Linked DNA regions of Mus musculus: all the other regions are linked to region 3. The links are chromatin contacts, called in public Hi-C and promoter capture Hi-C maps. All regions are on one chromosome and are shown on one strand. Each heading gives the region's core, a stretch centred on a gene start, on an enhancer-like site or on the middle of the called end of the contact. The rest is flanking DNA. Distances are from core to core; before and after follow the strand shown.

Evidence for each region. Promoter capture Hi-C pulls out the DNA fragments that hold promoters and counts their contacts. Hi-C and Micro-C count contacts between places; a contact is called where the count stands out from the background.
Region 1: a contact with region 3 is called in a promoter capture Hi-C map of pre-B cells. The contact joins the promoter of Acss1 here to the promoter of Cd93 in region 3. A contact is called at or near these places in 1 of 39 promoter capture datasets (pre-B cells) and 1 of 115 datasets of contacts at active chromatin or transcription factors (large pre-B cells).
Region 2: a Hi-C map of B cells shows a contact between it and region 3, with 5 read pairs. The contact joins the promoter of Entpd6 here to the promoter of Cd93 in region 3. A contact is called at or near these places in 1 of 39 promoter capture datasets (liver) and 1 of 484 Hi-C or Micro-C datasets (B cells).

What each region holds. Positions count from the first base shown.
Region 1 is chr2:150,664,826-150,669,490 of GRCm38.p6, reverse strand. Acss1 (acyl-CoA synthetase short-chain family member 1) reads left to right here and starts at 1,251. Exons shown (of 14, transcript NM_080575.2): 1 at 1,251-1,606. The coding sequence starts at 1,294. It overlaps E130215H24Rik (RIKEN cDNA E130215H24 gene), which reads right to left and starts at 1,997. Exons shown (of 2, transcript NR_040331.1): 1 at 1,534-1,997; 2 at 559-1,030.
Region 2 is chr2:150,745,797-150,750,550 of GRCm38.p6, reverse strand. Entpd6 (ectonucleoside triphosphate diphosphohydrolase 6) reads right to left here and starts at 1,470. Exons shown (of 14, transcript NM_172117.5): 1 at 1,318-1,470.
Region 3 is chr2:148,440,444-148,445,053 of GRCm38.p6, reverse strand. It overlaps Cd93 (CD93 antigen), which reads left to right and starts at 1,519. Exons shown (of 2, transcript NM_010740.3): 1 at 1,519-3,539; 2 at 3,787-4,610. The coding sequence starts at 1,630. The coding sequence ends at 3,811.

The DNA.
Region 1 (4,665 bases), core at 2-2,501, 2.2 Mb before region 3:
TTGAGTGCTTCCTTATTTATTCGAGCACTATGTAACCTTCTGTGTTCCATTGTTTTGTTTCTGGCCCTAGCCTAGCTTTTGGTTTGATTTGGTTTCTTAAGGTGGAGACTAGCAATGTTGTTCAGGCTACTCTCAAACTCATGGTCTCCAGGGTGTGATCTTTTTGCCTTGGACTCGTGAATAGCTGGGACCCCAGATGTGCACCACTGTGCCCACTTGCCTAACTTTTGAATTAAGGACAAGTGCTTGGCTGAGGGCAGGACATATGCCTGTGCTAGTTGTTGGCACCGCCTTCCTCCTCAGCAGCTTGCCCACAGTATCCCCTCCAAGGAAACTACCTATCTACAGCTGTCATTGCCAACAGGAAAAAGTCTTTGCCAGCCCGAAGAACTCCACAAACCAGTTTTCCAAAGTCTCCGACCTCTAGTGTTTATTTTTTTTATTATTTATTCACTTCTTAAGTATTTGGTAGAGACACATTTCTTTTTACTCTTGATTATTCAGTAACAAAAACTTGAACTTCATGACGGAGCTGATGGTCAACGAGGCCCAATGTGATATGGACATTGATTTATTCTTTCCCATAGCTTCCCACCACCTGGAATCAGCAAAGGGTCCCAAGGAAGTGGTACCTGCCCTGGCAGAGGTCAGCAGCTGGTAACCAAAATATTGTTACTGGACTCAGGCCTTCATAGCACCTCCTTTCCTGTTTGAAGGCCCCCAGGGTTGCTCATCAGCCCTTTAGCCCGCTGCGGGTGATTTATGTGTGTGTGGCATGGTTGTACAGGCCCACACCATTGGGAGAGGGCTTTACTCTCAGAAGGTCTCCTAAGGAGGAAAGCTTTGACTTCAATCTATGGTATGCTGAACCAACTGACGGTTCATCCACACCATCTGTGAGCTGCTTCGCTCTTATGACCACTTAGACGCGTTCCCAATCTTATCTCAGAGCGCTGCCTGTGTCCCAGGTCCGGAGGCTGGGCCAACCGTGTACTTGCAGCTTCTGTCGCCAGCCAGAAAGTTATTTGGTCTGTAAAAAGAGATCGCAGAAACCCAGGAAACTGAAGCCGAGAGCGCGGGCTAGCCCCGGACTGGGCGCACAACAAAACCTAGTTCTACCCACCTCCCGGAGTCCCTGTCCAGGAGGGAAGAGGTGGGAAGGGGCAGGCTCAAGGAAGCTGCTTCTCCGGGAGAGAAGTAGTGGGTGGTGGCCGCGGGGGCGGAGCCGGGGCGGGGCCGTGGAGACTCTTAGGGGCGCTCAGGCTACCGCACCCGCGTGGGGCGTCGGGCGAGATGGCGGCGCGCAGCCTCGGCAGCGGTGTGGGGCGACTGCTGCGTGGCCTGCAAGGGCGCTCTGGACAATCGGGGTGGTCACTGAGCGTGTCCCGCTCGACCGCCACCCGACTCCCGGGCTGCGTTCCTGCAGCAGCGCAACCAGGCTCGTACCCCGCGTTGAGCGCTCAGGCAGCCCAGGAGCCGGCCGCCTTCTGGGGGCCGCTGGCCCGTGACACACTAGTTTGGGACACTCCTTACCATACTGTCTGGGACTGTGACTTCAGGACGGGCAAGATCGGCTGGTTCCTGGGAGGCCAGTTGAATGTGTCTGGTGAGTGCCTTGCTGGGTCCAGCTCATTTTCGCCGAGACTCGGGAGGCTCCAGTCAGTAGCAGCTGCCCCCAGGCCTTGGCTCTTTTCTCCAGAATGCTTCACCACCCACCCTAATCCTTGGGTCACGTCACTTTGTTCTGTATTCCACCGGATCTAGAGACTGCAGCTGGCGAAGCAGCAGTTACCCTCCCAAGTCTGCAGCGCTGTCTCTAGCGGGAAACTGGGGATACCCGGTTTAACCTCAGAGTGTTCTACCCTAACACAGATTCTAGGGGGCTTTGTCTTCAGACACAAAGCTTAGGACCCCAGATAGGCCTAGATGGAGAGAGCCCATGCTCCAAGAGTCCAGGCTTTTCTGACTCAGGGCCCCCAGATCAGCAGGGTAAACGCAAAGTACATAGGTTGCTATCGGCAACTGCAGGTGCTAGGGCTCGAGGCTCCCCTGAGGACAAACCTTGCAGTGTAAACAGAGCTTGGTGGGTGCAGGAAGAAGAAAGTGTCAGCCCCTGGGAGGGAACTGCTTATCTCCTCCGGTTGGGGTATGTGGGCAGGAAGTTCTCGGTCTAAGAACTGCACCCCAAAAACAAACGTCTACAGTGTCAAAGGCAGGTGTAACTTCAGCTCTCCGGAGTCTGAGTCAAGAGGAGCTGAACTCAAAGCCAGCTTGGACTATGTACCAGCCTCCCCCTTGATCTCTAAACGAGACACATCAGTCACTCTAGCTGTCAGTTTTCTGATGAGCCCGGATTCTGCTGAGGGTGGAGGCAGGGAAACACACGGAGGAGCCGAGAACTGAAGGAGGGGTTGGACTGAGAGGGGCTGGACAGACAGGCTGTGTCTCTGGTGCACAGCAGAGGGTTGGGAACTTTTGCATTCCTGTGGGATGGGAGCGAGGGTTGGATGGGTCAGAGATGCGTAAGGGACGAACTGAAGGTCTTTAAGACGAGGTGGCAGGTGATGCTTTGTTTAAGGACCAAAGTTAGAGGTGGAATCTGGTGTCTGCAGTTTCACTACCTCTTCAGCTTTGGTGCGTCTCAATCGCCCCATTTGTAAAATGAGAAAGCAATACTCACCTCTTATGCTGTCTGTACCGCAGTGCTGGGGGTGGGGATACAGTAACCTGTCCAGGCTTACTGGTGATCAATAAGCTGTAGCAGTTCTGATTTAATATATTCAGAAATTATAGGGTCTGTTTTTATTTATTTATTTATTTATTTATTTATTTATTTATTTATTTATTATATGTAAGTACACTGTAGCTGTCTTCAGATACTCCAGAAGAGGGCATCAGATTTCATTACGGATGGTTGTGAGCCACCATGTGGTTGCTGGGATTTGAACTCGGGAACTTCGAAAGAGCAGTCAGCGCTCTTAACCACTGAGCCATCTTGCCAGCCCCCTGTTCTTTTTTTAAAGCACAAAACTTTAAAGAAACTTTGGACAAGTCATTTTTCCCCCGTATATTATATCACTTGACAAGTTTAATCTAAATGAGTCTTTTACTAGATAAGTGTTGCCTTTAGACTTGAGTCAGCAAATTCTTCAACTTGGGTTAAGAAGTTCTTGCGTTTGCAGAAAGTGTCCTTCAAGTGAGTATAGCAGTTTGCAGAAGGAAGGGGGCAGAAAGTGTGCGGCTTCTTTGGAAACCTCTCCTCCCTTAAGAGGTCAAGGCCGCTGGGACGACCAAGCTTGTAGCTGATAAGAAGTGGTATCAGCCTTATGGTGAGGCTTGGGTGTGGTCTTCTAGGAATTCTCTGGCCTCTATTCTTCTACTATTAGAGCTGTGTGAGCCAGACAGAGTTTGAACTTCGCCAAACTGACATGCAAGAAAGCAGCTTCTCCAAATGTCTGGCTTCCTATCTGTCAGCAGCATCTTTGCCCTTTGCCCGTTTCTGCAACCTCCAGGGGTTACAGTGTGAACAGGGAACAGACCGACTGCAGCTGCTCTGGGAGCCACTTAGAGAGTTGTTAAGTCATTGGGCTGTTTAGGCCTGATCTGTTTATGTGTGATAATGACAACTTGTTCCAAAAATTTGAGTGGCACTATTATCCTTCCAGTGATCTTCAGGCTAATGCTTTTCAAAGGTCCAGACCAATGCTGCTGGACCAGGAAGCTTTTAGAGATGCAAATTCGGGGGCCCACTCTAGACTCTTAGGTTTAGAAACCCCGTGGCTGGGTGTCTTCCAGCTGTGATTGACAGGCCCTGCAGGTGCTTGGCACAGCACACACAGCACAGTTTGGTGGTTTCAGCTGGGTCTTTTGGGCTACACTGAGGTCTTAATTCTTACTTCATTGCATTTCACATGTTTCCTTATATTTGACCTAAAGAGAGCAGTGTGTCCTGGAATATTATTGTAGTTACCATTGTTCCATACTCTAATTTAGCTGTACTGCTGGATAATGACCCTTTTATTATCCTGAGGTCTTAGGTCAGGACTCTCAGGGCCCACGGGGGTCTACTCTCTCCCCTTCCCTGATATCTCACCTCCTGGTTTGAGGCCTGAGTGGTGGGTGCTATGCTTAGAATATGGTTCATCCCCTAAGCTCCTCAGTAAAGTCCCCTTGTCAGCTATTATGAGGGAGGTAGCTAGGATTGGGAGAGGTTATCCGGGCTGAGATAAAAGGTTCTGATCTTGGTGTTTTATAAGAGGGAGTGGCCAGAAGAGATAATGGATGTCTCATTCCACGTGATGCTCTGCCTCATTTTAGGGCACACTCATCAAAGACAGCATTACCAGACACAAGCCTTTGAACTTCTAGATGCATGAGCTAAATAACTGTTTGTAAAAATAGCCATCCTCTGTTATTTCATCAAGGTTCCTGAGAATGGATTGTACAGTTGTGATAAGTGAAATTTCAGGCTGGGCTCAACTGAAACATGTCCTGCAAACCACACAAAGCATCTCATGGTATAATGGCTAGGTTCATGGAAGGTTCTGTGTCCTGAGGGTCAAGAGACTCAGGTAGGAATGAAGGCTCCTGCTGAGCAGGCTGTCTGGGGTGGGGAGGGTACTTGGTTGCCGTTGTTGCCCCATCAGATGATGTTCTCAGCACACG
Region 2 (4,754 bases), core at 221-2,720, 2.3 Mb before region 3:
GTGTCCAAAAATAAAGCATATTAACAAAGCATCATGTATTTCTCCTGGTAGTTGTAGAAAGAAAAAAAAACACATATATCTATATCTATATCTATATCTATATGTATATAGATATAGATATAGATAGATGAACAGTCCGGTGAAGACTGCCTCCTCCTGATTCTTTTGCAGGGTGCTATGCCTGCATGGGCCAGTAGGTTCTTCCAGACCTAAGTACACAGAGAGAGAGCTGTGTAACTCTCAGGTTCGTTCTGTCCATGAGGCTCCAGATGGGACTCAGATACACACCATCTTAGTCTACACTTCTTCCAGGGCAGGAGAAGGGGGGCGGGCAATATTCAGACTTACCTTTATGCTTGCTGCATTATTTTCAAGGACATTGTTAAAACGCTGGTAACAGGGATGGGGAAACCTCCCCTCAACGCTAGGTATTCAGCCCCCTTCATGGCTCTGCAGCACCCCAGGAGAGATCCTGTAATCACATTCCTCTGCCTCTCCCTAGGGAAGCTCCTTCCTCACTGTCTGAGAGTTTCCTATTCTGGCTATGAGCATTCCCTACGCCCCTCACCACACAGGATCTGCAGAGACACAAAAGGACCAGGTATTTTCAGGTGACTGATTTTTTTTTGGGGGGGGGGGGATATACTCTCAGGGTGAAGGGCTGTGTCCACTGTGACCTACTCAGCAATGTTGTCTCAAAACCAATTACTTCCTGATGCTTTTAAAATAAAAATGTGTTCTCACTGACTCCCTGTCCTACATTCTGGGTGTCTACATCTGGACCTTTCTCTCTCCTTTAACCTGAAGCACCTGTGGCCACACACCAACTCAGGTGGAACCACCCTGACCCCTGGTAAGTTCTTCCATGTCACCACCGTTCCCACCTTCCACACAATCAGAACACAGGGTTTCCCCGGTTTCCTGAGCCTCCCAGTTGGGCTATCCAGTGCAGAAGGGGAGGCGCCTGGGCCTGGTTCTGCTGGGGGCGGGTCAGCACAAGCCAGCAGAATGAATGGACGCGGCAGGGCTGTGGGCTACACTCGGGCAGAGACCCCTGCTGCTTGGCCTACAGCATAGCTCACGAGTCCCACGGTGTGTTGTAGACGTGCGAGGGCTACGCAGCAGGGTCGGAAAGACAGCCAGTTGAATGGACCGAGAGCGCAAGTGACCCCGAGGCCTCCCCCCGGAGCTGTCTCCGGGCCCAGGGAGGTATCAGGCATTGGAACTGCACCACGGGGAACCCCGTCCCTCGCGCGCGTGGGGAGACCAACCGTAGTCAGTCCTCCGGGCCAAGCACATTTCGCTGGCCCCGCTTACCCTGCACGGCTCCCTCGGCCCCGCAGGAGAGGTAGTGGCGTAGCCGGAGGCAGACAGCGACCACACACCGCGCGCCCAGCTCTCCAGCGCCGGTCCGCGTCAACAGAGCCTTAACGCGTGGAAGCAAACCCCAGCAGACGCCGAGAAGCTGTCTCCGCCTACGTGCACTTTGCGTCACCGGGTGGGCAGGACGGCGTTGATGCGCGTGTGCCATGGCGTTTGCCAGCCACGCAGGCGCAATAGCCATGTGCTCTTTGGGTGTTTATTTTTCTTTCTGCCAGTAGGGGGCTCTGGAGCTCCTGCTTATCTTGGATCCTTCTAACAAGTCCTGAGGTGTGGGAGGAACAGAGCCTTGTCTTGACTAGAGTAGGAGTTACTTCAATCTCATCCATCACCTCGTCCTTCTGTAGGCTTTCCTCCTGCATCCCTCCACACCCGAGTTGCTTCTTTTACTTTCAAGGGAATTCGTGATAGGATATGCATTCACAATAGAGAATGCGGTGCTATCAAGCGTCCTTTATCCTTGGCCATATTTTCTGATGTCTTCCTAGAAGCCACAAGGTTGTCAGCTCCTAACTGCAGCGAGACTCTGGATGTATGTCCCTAATTCATTTGTCTGAATATCTCCCAAGTTGTCTTTTCCCCACCGAACCAGGACTCCGCTTCTTCCTGCCCACGTGATGGCATCTATACATTGGGGTGCAGGACACTGGTCTTGTTCCTGGAGGACATCCCTGTCTATCGGCTGGGAAAGCCTAAAAGCAAGGATTTCTAATGAAAAGATGGGGTACTCAGGGAGTGAGTGGGTGGATGCTAACCACAGAGTGCGGGGATACTGTGTGAGAGTAGGGTTGGCAATCGCTATTAGTCCCGCGAAACTATTGTAAACAGCATGTGAGCAGCTCATTGGACCTTGCCTTGTCTCACTTTAATAAAACCACCAAGATCTGATTACAACGGAAGTCTATATGGTCTCTTATTTGGCGGATCTTAAAAGCTCTCCCCTCCCCACTTCCCTGGCTGTTTTGTTGTACATAGCACTACAGCATCCCAAGGACTGACTATCTTGCTACTCACTATGGATGTGCTGTGGGAGAGAGTCTTAGTATTGGAATTGGCTATGATAAACTATATGCTCTTTGAATACAACTCCAGAGATACGACTCAATTTTCTCTTCAGTTATTGTACTAATTAACACTCTTACAAATAATGTGTGAAAGCATGGGTTCCCCACGTCTTCAACGGTGGAGTCCTTCCAAACGCTGGGTTCTTTGCTAACTTGTAGTAGAAAAACTGCACCTCACAGTTTTGACTTAATTTTCTAGTGTTTTGAAGTTTGTTCGTGGACCTGTAAGGACCCTGCTTCTGTCTTCTGCCTTCACATCTTTTACCATCTTCTCCACTTTCACAATACTTCTCTCAAATTCTCTAGAATTTTTGTCTTAGTTTTTACAAGTGGTCATACTCACTACTTGGAAAGCTATTCTCTCAGGCATTTCCTTTTGTAGATCTTTTCTCACTTTTAAAATAACATAATGCCACCTTCTCAGACTGTTTCATTTACAGTGGACCTCTCCGAGCTATTCTCTACCATTCTTTGTGTATTTCCTTCACAGTATAAGTCATGCCCAACAGTTTGTTCTCTGTTTTACTACTGAAGTGTAAGCTTCCCAAGAGCAAATGATGTCATCTGCTCTGAGCAATAGTGCTTGCCCAGCACCTGGTATTTGCATATAAGGAGCCTACAACCTGACCCTGCCTATGGTATAGACATTCTAATGGTAGTAAAGAGATCCCATTATGACTGCCATTTCTTTGCAGTTCTCTTTAGTGCTTATGACAGCCAGCACAATCTAGATGGCAAAGGAGATAAAGGCTAACTTTCCCAGAAGCAACTACAGCCAAGTTCTCTGTTGTCTTGGAACAACCTTCGGCAACATCTTGAGCAGGAGGGAGCTTGAGAAAGAGTTCTTATTGAAACAGTGTCTTCTCCAGTGCTTTAGTTCAGAACATTAAGAGTCCTCTTAATAAACGAATAAAATCCAGAGTGGTCTGCTTTTCAAATTCTGAGGTACAAGTAGATGGCAGGTACTGTTGAGACATTTTTTATCCTAGCAGCCTTTCTGGATCTTAATGGAAGAGGGGGATGGCTAGCTATGTGCTTAGGAGGCTGTGGTCCCTGGCTGCTTATCTACAGGATATAAATACATTTGATGTAGATTGTTGAGTCTTACCATGCTGTGTGTTTAGGCAGAGACAAGGTGGTAAGCAGTGGACAGTACATATGCTTCATAGCAGCTCTTAACTGAGTGTAGATAAATATCTCTGTCTGCCCTTCACAGAGTCCACAGCAGGATGAGCCCTCGTTGCCCATAGTAGTGGCTTCTCCCCAGGCTTCCTTCCCTTCTTCCTTAACCATATTTCAGGGGGAGCACGAAGTGAAATAACTTCTTTATACACTCTTTTCTCAAACAGCATGCAGGGAAACCCAAGTTAAGAAAGCATTCAAAATATTTATTGAAGGGCTAAATGGATCATCAGGATGCGCCTGAAGCTTTCCCCCTTTAGAAGGAAGATGCTGAGAAGCATCTGCTCCGAAGCTGGAGGAGATGACACAGATAGAGATGTGCGCAGAGCAAGAATGTAGGCATATGTTCTGACAGCAGCTATGTATGACTGGCCCTGCTTTGTGGACTAAGGAAGTCAATGAGTATGTGACCTATCTTAGCATCCTCAGTGACTAAGAATAGAGAGAGCCATTGTCTTGCATGCTGTCTGCTCAGCTGTGTTTGCATAGTTACATGTGCTGTAAGTCTGTTAAATGAAGCAGGAGCAGGGCCTGGTGCTGCTGGCCTGTCATTTTAGGACACAGTAGGCTGAAGCAGGTAGATAGAGACTTCAGAGCTAGCATGGACGGTTTCATGACAGCCTGTCTCTAAATAGAAATGTCAAAGAAGGGCTGAGGATGTAGCTCAGTCATAGACATTCATTTGCCTAGCATGAGGGAGACGCTGAGTATAATCCTTAGCACTTTGAAAGATCAAGACAAACACACAGAAGAATCAGGGTAACATGGTTCTGCAAGGTCCTGGGTTTCAGACGCTCTCATCCTCCTGATTCACCCCCACTACATCTAGAACATCTAAGGTTTTTAATCAGTCGGAGAAATACCCAGTGAATGGAAGCTCTGGATAATGATCCTGGGAGGAGCCTTCGGCCCGTGTACATCCTGGCTTCCTCCCAAGCAGCACAGCCTGTCTCTCTGTCTCTGGTACATCAACACTGGGATGCATGGCAACAAAGTGTGGCTTCCTGTCTTTCATGTCTTCCTTCCTTATCCCTCTATTGGTGTTTCCTGGGGTCACTGAGTGGGTGAGCGGGATTGGTGTCAGACACTTATAGATTATAGGTCATTTAATATAATACCAAAAAAAAA
Region 3 (4,610 bases), core at 270-2,769:
CCCCTCCCTCTCCCTTTCAGTGTTGCCATAGTTCCCCACTTCCCACTAACATTGAGATCTGTGGTAACACAAATCTCTTAATTCACATGTTCTTTTGGGTTGCTTCCTCTTGCAAGTCACGACCACACTCACAACCGTGGGCATCTTGGGAAGAAGAAATTGCATCTAATAAAGAAAACAAAACAAAACAAAACACCCCCCCACCCCACCCCAAAAAATCTATCAGGACATTTGCCCGTGTCAAGCCCTGCCTCTGGAAGGGGCATATGATCTGGCAGGCCAAGACTAGAAATTGCAAAGTGACCTCAAAAGCAAGTGAGAGAACAGTGTAGCCAGCTGCCAGCAATAGAGGAGTGAGTGCTCAAGATCTGCCCAGAATCCTGCCTCAGCTGGATCCTGCCTCCACTGGGATGACTCTGTGAAGTGGCTTTTAACCTATCTTAGGAGGCTGGGCTCATTAGCACACTTGTGTGGCCTCATTCTGTTACTACTTTCCTTTATCTCTTAATCTAACACTTTCTCCAAAGTGTTAGACTCTGAGTCTAGCTGGGGTCAAGTAGAATATGGTGGTGGTTGGGGACAGGGGCAGTTAAACGTAGTTTCCACCTTCCAGTGGCTAGCTTTGATTGAGACAGGCCTTGGCCCAGGTGCTGTGAGCTGTAACGCCTGCCCGGGTGTTGATTCTTACATCGTGATTTTGAGCTGCAGCCTCTGATTGTGCTCCTGTGCCTTTGAACTCCGCCTAAGCCTTGGGTTAGGGAATATGACAAGGCAGGCCAGGTTCATTTTCCCATCTTTCTGATCTTTTGGGGACCCTGACACTTCATTTATAGTGCACTAGGAAACCCTGAAAACTATTTTCACCTTTTTAAAAAATATATATATTCTCATGGAGATTGACATTGTTGGAAACCCAGAAATTCCCACAGCCAAAATCCTATTTAAAAGCTTCCTGTCTATTTAAAGTTCATGATGGGAAGAATAAAAGAAAAAAACGACTCCAAAAACAGAGACAGGGTACAAGATAGGAAAAAAAAGCAGATCCAGTTTGCTTCTAAAAAAGGCCGAAAACTATAATCTTTCCATGCCCTTGTGTCTCAAGCGTCACATATTTTTCTTTCCCTTCTGGTGGTTTGCAATCTGAAGTGGAATTTTATCATGGGTTACTTGGATGATACTTTTCAAGTCTCTACCCTCCCACCCCCCAAAGTCTCTGCTCACTGGACAGCATGCCACTGGGGCTCTTTGTGGTATGGGAAAGTGAACGGACTCAAAATAAAGCAGCCATATCTCTTGGATCCTCTGTGTTTCCACAGCTCTGAGCCAGAGACTGCCCTCTGAACAACAAAACCGTGATGAAGGCAACAGGAGTCAGAAGGCTATTCATGGCAGGAAACCCCAGCATCCGGTGAGAAATAAGAAGTAGGAGAGCACAGGATGCGCCCTGGGTCAGGAGGACGTGAAAAGCGAGTCTTTGTAACCTTCTCAATGCCAGAGCTGTGGTAGTGTGAAAGCAGCAGTGCGCCTCTGCTCCCTTCAGAGCACAGCCTGGTGTCAAGGTCCAGGTTCCACCGGCTGCTGCTGTCACCGCAGGGGAGTCTAGCCCCTCCCAGAAGGAGACACAGAAGAATGGCCATCTCAACTGGTTTGTTCCTGCTGCTGGGGCTCCTTGGCCAGCCCTGGGCAGGGGCTGCTGCTGATTCACAGGCTGTGGTGTGCGAGGGGACTGCCTGCTATACAGCCCATTGGGGCAAGCTGAGTGCCGCTGAAGCCCAGCATCGCTGCAATGAGAATGGAGGCAATCTTGCCACCGTGAAGAGTGAGGAGGAGGCCCGGCATGTTCAGCAAGCCCTGACTCAGCTCCTGAAGACCAAGGCACCCTTGGAAGCAAAGATGGGCAAATTCTGGATCGGGCTCCAGCGAGAGAAGGGCAACTGTACGTACCATGATTTGCCAATGAGGGGCTTCAGCTGGGTGGGTGGTGGAGAGGACACAGCTTATTCAAACTGGTACAAAGCCAGCAAGAGCTCCTGTATCTTTAAACGCTGTGTGTCCCTCATACTGGACCTGTCCTTGACACCTCACCCCAGCCATCTGCCCAAGTGGCATGAGAGTCCCTGTGGGACCCCCGAAGCTCCAGGTAACAGCATTGAAGGTTTCCTGTGCAAGTTCAACTTCAAAGGCATGTGTAGGCCACTGGCGCTGGGTGGTCCAGGGCGGGTGACCTATACCACCCCTTTCCAGGCCACTACCTCCTCTCTGGAGGCTGTGCCTTTTGCCTCTGTAGCCAATGTAGCTTGTGGGGATGAAGCTAAGAGTGAAACCCACTATTTCCTATGCAATGAAAAGACTCCAGGAATATTTCACTGGGGCAGCTCAGGCCCACTCTGTGTCAGCCCCAAGTTTGGTTGCAGTTTCAACAACGGGGGCTGCCAGCAGGATTGCTTCGAAGGTGGCGATGGCTCCTTCCGCTGCGGCTGCCGGCCTGGATTTCGACTGCTGGATGATCTAGTAACTTGTGCCTCCAGGAACCCCTGCAGCTCAAACCCATGCACAGGAGGTGGCATGTGCCATTCTGTACCACTCAGTGAAAACTACACTTGCCGTTGTCCCAGCGGCTACCAGCTGGACTCTAGCCAAGTGCACTGTGTGGATATAGATGAGTGCCAGGACTCCCCCTGTGCCCAGGATTGTGTCAACACTCTAGGGAGCTTCCACTGTGAATGTTGGGTTGGTTACCAACCCAGTGGCCCCAAGGAAGAGGCCTGTGAAGATGTGGATGAGTGTGCAGCTGCCAACTCGCCCTGTGCCCAAGGCTGCATCAACACTGATGGCTCTTTCTACTGCTCCTGTAAAGAGGGCTATATTGTGTCTGGGGAAGACAGTACCCAGTGTGAGGATATAGATGAGTGTTCGGACGCAAGGGGCAATCCATGTGATTCCCTGTGCTTCAACACAGATGGTTCCTTCAGGTGTGGCTGCCCGCCAGGCTGGGAGCTGGCTCCCAATGGGGTCTTTTGTAGCAGGGGCACTGTGTTTTCTGAACTACCAGCCAGGCCTCCCCAAAAGGAAGACAACGATGACAGAAAGGAGAGTACTATGCCTCCTACTGAAATGCCCAGTTCTCCTAGTGGCTCTAAGGATGTCTCCAACAGAGCACAGACAACAGGTCTCTTCGTCCAATCAGATATTCCCACTGCCTCTGTTCCACTAGAAATAGAAATCCCTAGTGAAGTATCTGATGTCTGGTTCGAGTTGGGCACATACCTCCCCACGACCTCCGGCCACAGCAAGCCGACACATGAAGATTCTGTGTCTGCACACAGTGACACCGATGGGCAGAACCTGCTTCTGTTTTACATCCTGGGGACGGTGGTGGCCATCTCACTCTTGCTGGTGCTGGCCCTAGGGATTCTCATTTATCATAAACGGAGAGCCAAGAAGGAGGAGATAAAAGAGAAGAAGCCTCAGAATGCAGCCGACAGCTATTCCTGGGTTCCAGAGCGAGCAGAGAGCCAAGCCCCGGAGAATCAGTACAGGTAAAGTGCCATAGGTTACTTGGGTAGCTGGGCAGCCAGATGTAGGCCTGGGAGGCACAGACCACAGAACTGAGAGCAGAGACAAACAGTCAGCAGGCCATTTGTTGTTTAAAGCCAACCTCAGCAGCCCAGTCCAAAAGTGCCTATCTGTCCTATGAGTTCATGTGGAGTAGCGGCAAGGGGACCAAGGATGCAGATATGGCAGAGTTCCATGGCATCTCACACTGTAATCTTCTGTTTTCCACAGCCCAACACCAGGGACAGACTGCTGAAGACTATGTGGCCTTAGAGACAGCTGCCACTACCTTCAGAGCTACCTTCTTAGATGAGGGGGAAGCCACATCATTCTGAATGACTTGACTGGACTCTCAGCAAAAAAATTGTGCACCTTCCACTTAAGAACCTGGTGGCTTGGGATAGGCAGGTATTTTCTTGGTGCCTTTGATATGTCTGGGGGTGAAAGCTGTGTGTTGGTTTGTCATTGTGGGGAGTTTTGTGGATATTGACAGACCTCACTCAAACACCCTTTTCAAATCCAATAGCAACTGGTTCCTCTGGTTCCTAATTAGGGGGAAAGGAGTCAGAGGGGTGGGACAGGGTGGGGGGATGGGGCTTCAAAGTTTTTTCTTATCACTTGATTTATCATCGAAGGAGTTACTGGTGCTAATTACAATGGAAACAGTTCCTTTCCATCACAGGACAGACAGCAAACCAATTTAAAACTACTTAACTAGGTGAGAGTGCTCTACCCTTCCTATAGGGACTTTTTCAGGATGGCTGCCTTTGTGTACATTTGCCTTCTGGCATTTCCCCTTCACGTCCCCCCCCCCCCCCCAGCCCCCTTGGTATTGTTGAAACTGTCAGAATGAGAGGAAGTTCAACCAACTGCTTAGGGAGTAAGCTGGCAGGAAGTTTAGATATTGTATCCCCTCACTCTTAACTTTCTGATAGCCTTGGGTTTATGGGCAAGCAAAGTTACAAGTTGGGAAGTTGCTTCAAGTGAGTGAGAGGTCTTGGTAAAAGCATAATCCAGAGGGGGAGGCAGGAGGGGATTGTTTTAACAGATATTTG